Linked DNA regions of Mus musculus: region 1 is linked to region 2. A link is a contact called in public promoter capture Hi-C data. All regions are on one chromosome and are shown on one strand. The core of a region is the stretch at or near the end of the contact, and the rest is flanking DNA. Distances in the headings are between cores, read along the strand shown. Region 1 holds the start of Cartpt (CART prepropeptide). Region 2 holds the start of 6430562O15Rik (RIKEN cDNA 6430562O15 gene).

Region 1 (4,333 bases), core at 261-2,760, 490 kb before region 2:
GTTTATTGTGGCGAGGGTAACTCAGTGTTTATTGTGGCGAGGGTAACTCAGTGTTTATTGTGGCGAGGGTAACTCAGTGTTTATTGTGGCGAGGGTAACTCAGTGTTTATTGTGGCGAGGGTAACTCAGTGTTTATTGTGGCGAGGGTAACTCAGTGTTTATTGTGGCGAGGGTAACTCAGTGTTTATTGTGGCGAGGGTAACTCAGTGTTTATTGTGGCGAGGGTAACTCAGTGTTTATTGTGGCGAGGGTAACTCAGTGTTTATTGTGGCGAGGGTAACTCAGTGTTTATTGTGGCGAGGGTAACTCAGTGTTTATTGTGGCGAGGGTAACTCAGTGTTTATTGTGGCGAGGGTAACTCAGTGTTTATTGTGGCGAGGGTAACTCAGTGTTTATTGTGGCGAGGGTAACTCAGTGTTTATTGTGGCGAGGGTAACTCAGTGTTTATTGTGGCGAGGGTAACTCAGTGTTTATTGTGGCGAGGGTAACTCAGTGTTTATTGTGGCGAGGGTAACTCAGTGTTTATTGTGGCGAGGGTAACTTAGTGTTTATTGTGGCGAGGGTAACTTAGTGTTTATTGTGGCGAGGGTAACTAAGGAACGTTGTACACAAGAGCCGTCAATTCCATCCTTCCAGTGTTACATTCTTCCAACTTCGGTTTTATAAGACAAAGATAGATGTTCGGAGAGGTTCTTTAAAAATGTGCTATTACTTTAGTTTTAATTATCCATATATGTGTAAGTATGTGTACACGAGTGCAGGTGCCTGCGGTGTTGGGAACTCGAGCTCAGACCTTGTAAAAACAGCACGTGCTCTTAATCATTGAGCCATCTGTCAGCCCATCAGAAAGGTTAACTTTGTGCTAAGGTACAGACTCTGGAAGTGATTGGCCCAGGACTGGTACCACGTCCGGTTCTCTCGCTCCCGTTCAGTTGAGTTACTCTACTTTCCTCTTCGGGTTATTAGTATCACACAGCCTCTACAGAGCCCTTGGTGCAGAGGACATAATTTCCCTTCGTCTAGTATGCTGATCATCTCCCTCACTCCCTAGCTTTCCTAGAATTGTGCTCAGCAAGTGAGCCTGCTGGAGTCCACATATCCTTCTTGCTGCTACACCCGGGGCTTGGGGATTAGGGAGGCAAAGCAGAGCCTATGAGCAGAACTCTGGTGCATCTACCACGGCTAAGATAGGGAAAACAACTCTTCTGCTTGTTCATTGCCCCGAAGGCATTTTCCATTTCCCTCACCTTTTGCCCCTCAGTTTCAGCTCTGGCCCCTAGGGAAGCTTCCCTGGCTGCGGGGCGGACAGCGTTTCGGGGCACGGGGTCTTGTTTTCTGCGCTCTAGCCCATCTGTGCGCAGAGCCTCGTTCCCGGGCTCCCGGAGCCCGGCGGGCATTGACGTCAAACGGCAGCGGAGCGCTGCCTACAGACGGCTGACCCGGGCTCTCCTCCACACCCCCGTCCTTCTTCTCCCCCTCCCTCTTCCCGGCACCCGATTTCAACCGGCTATAAGAAGCCGGAGAGCGCAGTGCCCGAGCAGCGAGGAGGTCCAGAACCATGGAGAGCTCCCGCCTGCGGCTGCTACCCCTCCTGGGCGCCGCCCTGCTGCTACTGCTACCTTTGCTGGGTGCCCGTGCCCAGGAGGACGCCGAGCTGCAGCCCCGAGCCCTGGACATCTACTCTGCCGTGGATGATGCGTCCCACGAGAAGGAGCTGGTCAGTATTTCCCTCGCCTCGGGTTCCCCCACTGGACTACCACAGGGTCCTTGCTTTGCGTGCGTCCCCCTCTATCCCAGTCCCATCCCAGAAGGCAGAGCCCCTGACGCTGGATTAAAAAAAAAAAAGTACCCTGGGTACCCTCTACCAGACAAAGATATTTGAGTTCACGGGCTGCGGGCTGTCTGTCGAGCGAATCCCTAGTTGTGGCCGGTCTGGGCAGTGTGCTCCTTGGAGGCTCTGGAAGGTGAGGTCAGGTCTAGGGACTTTGCCCGCCTGGCTTCCTTTCCACCAGTATCTACTCCCCTTTGTCCCCCGAGTCCTGCTGCCCCGCGGTTGTGTGTCCCGGGCTCCTTATAACTGGGCTGAAAGTGAGCACCTGCGCTGGGCTCGCAGCCAAGGCGGCAACTTCGGGCTCCCGGCGCTATGTTGCAGATCGAAGCGTTGCAAGAAGTCCTGAAGAAGCTCAAGAGTAAACGCATTCCGATCTACGAGAAGAAGTACGGCCAAGTCCCCATGGTAAGGCTCCGGGTTCCCTTTTCCCTACTTTTCCACGAGAAAAGATTGCCTAGAATCTTACACACGGTCTTTACTCTAGCAGGTGGCTGAGCAGCTAGGTGAAGAATTTATCTGGAACGTCCTCTTTGCTTCTGCCCTCGCCCCTTTGCTCCTTGGTCTCTAAGAACAAGAGGGAACAGGCTACTTAGGGCCAGAAAACAGTCTCATGATCTGAGTGGGAGTACTTTCTGAAACATCTCAAATGGGAGAGCCCTTGAATCTATTCAGTTCTCTCTAATTCCTTCTAGAGCACCACCATTTTTTTTCTTTTTCTTTATTTGTATCATTTCGTTGTTGTTTTCTTTCTTAAATTCTGTGATAAAAAGTTTTCAGGACTGGTCACCTTCGTTGTACAGCTCTAGGTAAAAATCACACGCGCGCGCGCACACACACACACACACACACACACACACACACACTTTTTCCTTCTTTGAGCAAGGAAGTGGGAAAGCAGAAAACAAAGGTTATGAGAAAAAAATATATATGTTGGTTTTTCGAGACAGGGTTTCTCTGTGTAGCCCTGGCTGTCCTGGAACTCACTTTGTAGACCAGGCTGGCCTCGAACTCAGAAATCCGCCTGCCTCTGCCTCCCGAGTGCTGGGATTAAAGGCGTGTATATTTCTTAGATGCAAGAATCTGGGTGATTTCCCCCCCCCCCCGCCCCTTTCAGATAAAGAGAAAAGGAAGCTGAAATTGTGGTCCCTCCCCAAAGGCAGAAGAACGTAGGAGGAGGGGATCAGTCATTTAAATTTCTTCCTTTAAATATCCTCTTTCTGAAATTATAAGCCCGAGGCCCCCTGGGCTTCGGATCTGACTGCTTCGACCTGAGCTGATGGTACCATGAGGAAGCTCCCTTGGGACCCCAGTAACCATCGGTTGTGTTGTTGACAGTGTGACGCTGGAGAGCAGTGCGCAGTGAGGAAAGGGGCCAGGATCGGGAAGCTGTGTGACTGTCCCCGAGGAACTTCCTGCAATTCTTTCCTCTTGAAGTGCTTGTGAAGGGACGACAGCCGCCACCTTCGGTTCCCATATTCCCTCTTTCCCCCAAAGGAGCGCTCCATTATCCCTGGAGCCTGGCTTTAGCAACAATAAAGTTTGCGTTCCCCTCAGAGAGCGGATGGGCTCTTTCCCTGTTGCTTCAAAATAAAAGATTTGACATCATTGTGTGAAGGAGAATGCCTCGAATGGTGTTGGTGTGTGTGCAAAGATTTCTTTTCTTGTTTTATCCATCTGACACATTCTTGTGAATCTTTCTGGGAAGAAGAGGAACTTCGTTTTAAAACTGTATTTTTGTATGTGGTGTGTCACAATGAGAATTAGATCTAGTTAATTTGGGTAGATGACATCACAACCCGGAAAATAAATTGCCCTAAAGCCACACAAATTGAAGCATGTACAAATTACACATAATAAAGCATTTTTAACAATTGCTCACAGTGCATGGCTCTTTCTACATAAGTAATTTAAATAGGAATAATAGGATTAATCATGCTGTTGTTTTGAAAGAGAAATATTTTAAAAATAGCTGTCTATTGGGAGAGCAGCACCTCAGCTCCAAGGAGTTTTGATCATTAATTAGGAGTGTGTTACACCAGCTTCAGTATACATACTGTGTGCTAACTACAGAGGTGTGGTGGTAGTCTCTCTCTCTCTCCTCTCTCTCTCTCTCTCTCTCTCTCTCTCTCTCTCTCTCTCTTCCCAGTGTGTGTGAGAGAGAGAGAGACAGAGACAGAGACAGAGAGAGAGAGAGAGAGAGGAGGGGTAGAGATGGTTGGGTTTGAGATAACAAGCACACTGTTACTTATTCAGACCTTGGTTTTCAGCAGTGAGCCTTGTTCAGGGACACTTGCACATATGTGTTCATTACTGCACTATTCACAAAAGCCAGGGAATGGAATCACCGTAGAGGTGCAGCAACAAAAGAATGAATGAAGAATTTGTGCAACAGACACTCAATTGGATTGTGTGCAGCCATAAAGATAAGTGAAGTGATATCTTCAGAAAAGTGGATGGAACTGGAAATCATTATGTTAAGTGAAATAAGTCAGACTCAGCAAA
Region 2 (4,444 bases), core at 1,831-4,330:
GAAAGTTACCCTGATATGCTGAAGTCAGAGCATAAGGGTTTCACTCCTAGGGCCAAGTTTCTCCCCAAAAGCTTTTACATTATGTGTCACTGTGGATCCCTGTAATCAGAAATCTAGGGAGCTTGTGGTCTGGAGACCTTCTGTGCTGGACTTCTCCCAAAGGGAGAAGGGGAGGGCAGGGCATGATGGGAAAGAGGTAGTGGGGCTGTGTGAATACACAAGGCCAGATCACCAGGGTATTTGTTTTGCACTAGTGAGGGGGACTATGGTCACAGGGTCTCAGGTGTAAGGGTTCTTGAGGTGACTGGCCAAGGAATGCCACAAAATCACACCACACAACAGCCCACATGGGTAGGATTTATTGGGGAGGCAGGTATACAAAAGGCTGCTTCTGAGCAGTGATGGGAAGGGGACAGACCATGAAGGTGCCAGCTATATATGGCACATATGCACAGGGAGAATATGAGACCAGTGTTAACAGTGGAAATGTGTCACACTGACAGCAGGTCATGTGGCCACTGGTGCTGAGTCCTGGAAGCGGGTGAAAGGAGCAAGCACCCGGTTCTGGAACGTGGGTGGTTCTGAGTCTACCAGCACCTGGTCATGAAGCTCGGTGCTCCATGCACATGGCCAAGGGCAGGAAATCATTCAAACACCCGTGCTGCAGAGCCGACCCTTCAGCTATAGCTTCCCGTCACGCTCACCCGATATTCCCAGTCTGCACCCAGGACTCCACTGTGTGGGGGCTTCAGCCCAACCGTTTGTCACTTAGTTCAGGGCCCTTGACATCTAGATGGGCAGACAGTGTCTTGGCATAGAGCCATCCTTGTTTTCAGGCTATGCACAGCTTCCTGTAAGAAAAGAACTGGACAGTAGCGGCGGAGCCCCATGCTGTCCTGGCTGAACACTGAGGTGGCTCACAGAACTTCAGGCTGCTTTCTCTGCCGCACTCAGCGCCTGGTACTCTTGCTTGGCCTTCTCCCTCTGTTCCTGCTCCCTCTGGATCAACTGCACCCGCTCCAGGTGCCACTCACGGAGTTTCTGCTCGTAGGTGGCCAGGTCCTCGGCCTCACAGGCGGGGAGTTTTTCTTTTACAAGCTGGGTGGTCAGAGTCAAAAGACTTTCAGACTCAACTCTGTTCAGCTCCTGCAGTTTAGACCGAGAGGCCTGTTGGAAGCAAAGGGAAATCGAAAGGTAAGGGACAGGCAGGAGAAAGGAGGACAGTGAGAAGCAACTGAGTCCTCCGCTAACAGCCGCTCCATCTGCTTGCAGGAAGGTGCCCTGCATCTGTCCTGCAGGGGCAGCTGCCTCTCGCTGGGCTCTCCTGCTCAGCTGTTAAACCAAGGTGTGAGCAGTGCAGCCAGGCACACGACATCACCCCAGGGAGCAGTGCAGCCCCGCACACGACATCACCCCACCTTGGCACACACAGTGCAGCTGCACCTCCTGTACTTCCGGCTTCACGGTCATTCAGTTCTTATTTGAGCCACGAGGTCTCCACTTAGGCCTGCTCCTAACTGAGCAGTGAGAATGCCACTGGACAAGATGGTGGAGGATAGGAAGTTCGGAAGTCCCGTCTTTTCATTTAAGTGACTTCCCCTGGTTCCTTTCAACAGATGGAAATCATTGCAGGGATTTCTCACTAATGCTAAACAGCTTTCCAGAGTGCCTGAGCACTGTAGGCCTCCACCTGCTGTGCTCCCCCACAGGTCAGCCCTTCCCTCCTGCCTGCTTACAGCTCCGTCTGAGAGGGCAGCCTGGTAGGGTCAGTGTAGCAGCCCAGAGACTTACTAAAAGCATTAATCAATTTAAGTGCTTCTAGACACAGATCACCAGAGAGTGACATTTAGGACCCCAGCTGCAGCTGAGAGTCACATGTGCTCGCACCCCGAGGTGACTTAGCGTACAGCATAGGATCTGGCAGAACGGCAAAGGGGGCCAGACCGATGGGATCTAAGGAGCAGACTAATTATAAAAACAGACCCAAACAGATGACCTCAGACTAATGAAAAGCAGGCAACAGGAAGAAAATGTAAACTGAAAACCATTTCTTCCTAACATAATTTTCCAGGTAGTCTGAGGCCAAAGAGAAAGCCAGGAAATCTCAACTGTGAGGAGGTTGGCTTTGTCCAAATCCCAGCTCACTGCTGGGTCACATAAGCCGAGACTCTCCCGCCCAGGCCTCCTGTGAGGATAAAGGAAATGGGGGAGGGGGCTTACAGCTGCTAACATAGCTAAGGTCACAGATGGCAGGCTACAAACATGTGTTTCTGTTCTTTCTTGGATGCTCAGACAGTGTCCCATGGCAGTAAAAGGGCTAGAAGCTAGTGAAGACAAAGGTCTCCATCCTCTGAGACGCAACGGACAAAAAACGGCCAAAAGTCAAAAAGCAATCAAAACTGAGTACAACATTTACAAAACCCAGGCAAACCTGACGCCTGACAGTGGCTCAGCAACCTCAGGCAGCATTCAGCAGTGTGGTCATTCTTTTTTTTAATGTTTTGTTGTTGATGTTGTTTTTTCAAGACAGGGTTTCTCTGTGTAGCCCTGGCTGTCCTGGAACTCACTCTGTAGACCAGGCTGGCCTCAAACTCAGAAATCCTCCTGCCTCTGCCTCCCGAGTGCTGGGATTAAAGTCGTGCACCACCACGCCCAGCAAGTGTGGTGATTCTTGTTTTCTTTAAGTTTTATACACTGACAAGCAAAGTTAAGAGAAAGAACTGTGTCTAAGTTCTCTACTCTGCTTTGTCCTTGGGGTATGACAAGGAACATCAATCTTTTTATTCTTAGTTTCAAATTACAGGAGAGAAGCTAAGAATGACTTCCCTTCAGAAGTATTGGGGAGAAAAAACCCTAAAATACCATGGGATCCTGTGCTACGGCAAGGCCTGCCATTGCTGGGTCAGAAGAGACAGACTCACGGGCAGGAGCCCAGCTCTCCTTCCTGCTGTGAAAAGGCACAGTGCAGCAGCAGGCGTGGGAGGAGAATTCTCCCGCTCCTATGATGACATCATAACCTGAAAGTACTTCCTTCTTTTTGTATTAAAGAGACAAGAAACAAAGCAGAGAGCAGGCTCAGGGATTTTCTTCCCTGACACAAACAGCAGAGCATTTGGGACAGAGAGCTCACTGACAGTTTGAGTGCTCAGCACTGTTCTGGAAACCTGTCCACAGGCAGTGTCTCTAATGGCCCTGCTGAACAGCACAAAGCTGCCAGCTAAGCGCCACAAAGGATTCGTGAGTCTTATCTCTGCTGAAGCTGTGACTGACCCAGCACATTTGGTGTAGTGTAGAGAAATGGCTGGTCACTTGCCACCCTGAGTGGGAATCAGGCTGCTGTTGAGAAGCCGCTGGGGTGCCGTGCTGCCCCAGGGAACGGAACCGTGACATCAGCTCAAGCATGAAGTCGTAACAATGCCACTGCTTTCCCAAAAGGCCACGGTCTGTGGGAAGGAACACAACTGCAATTCTTGATGCGAGTTTTTCATGCCTTTGTGTGTGACTGATGCAGGAAAAGGCTCAGTTTCTACTACGAATCACCTGAAAGCGCTCGAGGTATCGGGGAAGCTTGGACTGTTCTGGTTCCTCAGTGTCTAGCTGCTCCACCAGGTTTGCTGAGCCCAAGCCATCTTCACCTTCCTGAGGCTGTGCCTCTGAAGTCTGGACATCTGGAGACGTCACCACCTTCAGGACTCCATCCAGCACATCGAGCTGTAGGGCACAGGAGAGTCAGGAGGACATCTGTTATAGACTTGACTGTGTGCAGGCCAACTTCAAAGTGTGTGTTCCTTGGTTATAATGACTGAGAAAGAGCATTAATGATATCAGCATAATGTGCCATGGGAGACACTGGGTTGAGGACCTCAGGACAGAAATGAAAGCTGAGTGGTGAGCCTTGGCATTTCAGAGTCAAGGCCACACAGAAGAGCATCTCCAAGGGTGTAGGCTAGGCAGCTAGCCAGCTCCCAGGGCTTCATGTCTCTCTGCTCCCTCCCTGCCATTACCGGACGATAACTGCACTCCTGGGCCTGGCTTTTTAAGTGGTTCTGGGGATCTGAACTCAGGTACGTAAGCTTGTGAGACAGATACTTTACCAATAGCCAAGGATAATGGAGAAAAGTGCTATGTAGTCTCTCCATACTACAGGAGGGGTAAATCCACCAAAACTACTTAAGTTTCTATTCCACCGCCGTAAATCCCTTTTGGATGGGGGAGGTGGTGAAGAGGGTGGTATTTATTGATCTGAGCTTGAATGTAAGGGAGCAGACAGCTTTCCTTTCACTTAATGATGTATGAATCAACAATAATCTGATTTTCCATTGCCTTTTTGACAGCCACACTGAAAATGTTTGTGGTTTCTTTTCATCCTTTTAAACGGAATAAATACCAATTCTGCACACATACAGAAAGCAGCGGAAGGAGAAAGACCATGGGAACAGATGCC

The links. Capture Hi-C pulls out chosen DNA fragments and counts their contacts.
Region 1: a promoter capture Hi-C map of liver shows a contact between it and region 2, with 3 times the contacts expected there. The contact joins the promoter of Cartpt here to the promoter of 6430562O15Rik in region 2. A contact is called at or near these places in 4 of 39 promoter capture datasets (the C10 cell line, the SN4741 cell line, cranial neural crest and 1 more) and 2 of 9 other capture datasets (embryonic stem cells and liver).

What each region holds. Positions count from the first base shown.
Region 1 is chr13:99,897,860-99,902,192 of GRCm38.p6, reverse strand. It overlaps Cartpt (CART prepropeptide), which reads left to right and starts at 1,510. Exons shown (of 3, transcript NM_001081493.2): 1 at 1,510-1,717; 2 at 2,153-2,236; 3 at 3,167-3,710. The coding sequence starts at 1,559. The coding sequence ends at 3,274.
Region 2 is chr13:99,411,462-99,415,905 of GRCm38.p6, reverse strand. It overlaps 6430562O15Rik (RIKEN cDNA 6430562O15 gene), which reads left to right and starts at 3,080. Exons shown (of 2, transcript NR_015515.3): 1 at 3,080-4,064; 2 at 4,335-4,444. It overlaps Mrps27 (mitochondrial ribosomal protein S27), which reads right to left. Exons shown (of 11, transcript NM_173757.3): 10 at 3,541-3,711; 11 at 345-1,167. The coding sequence ends at 928.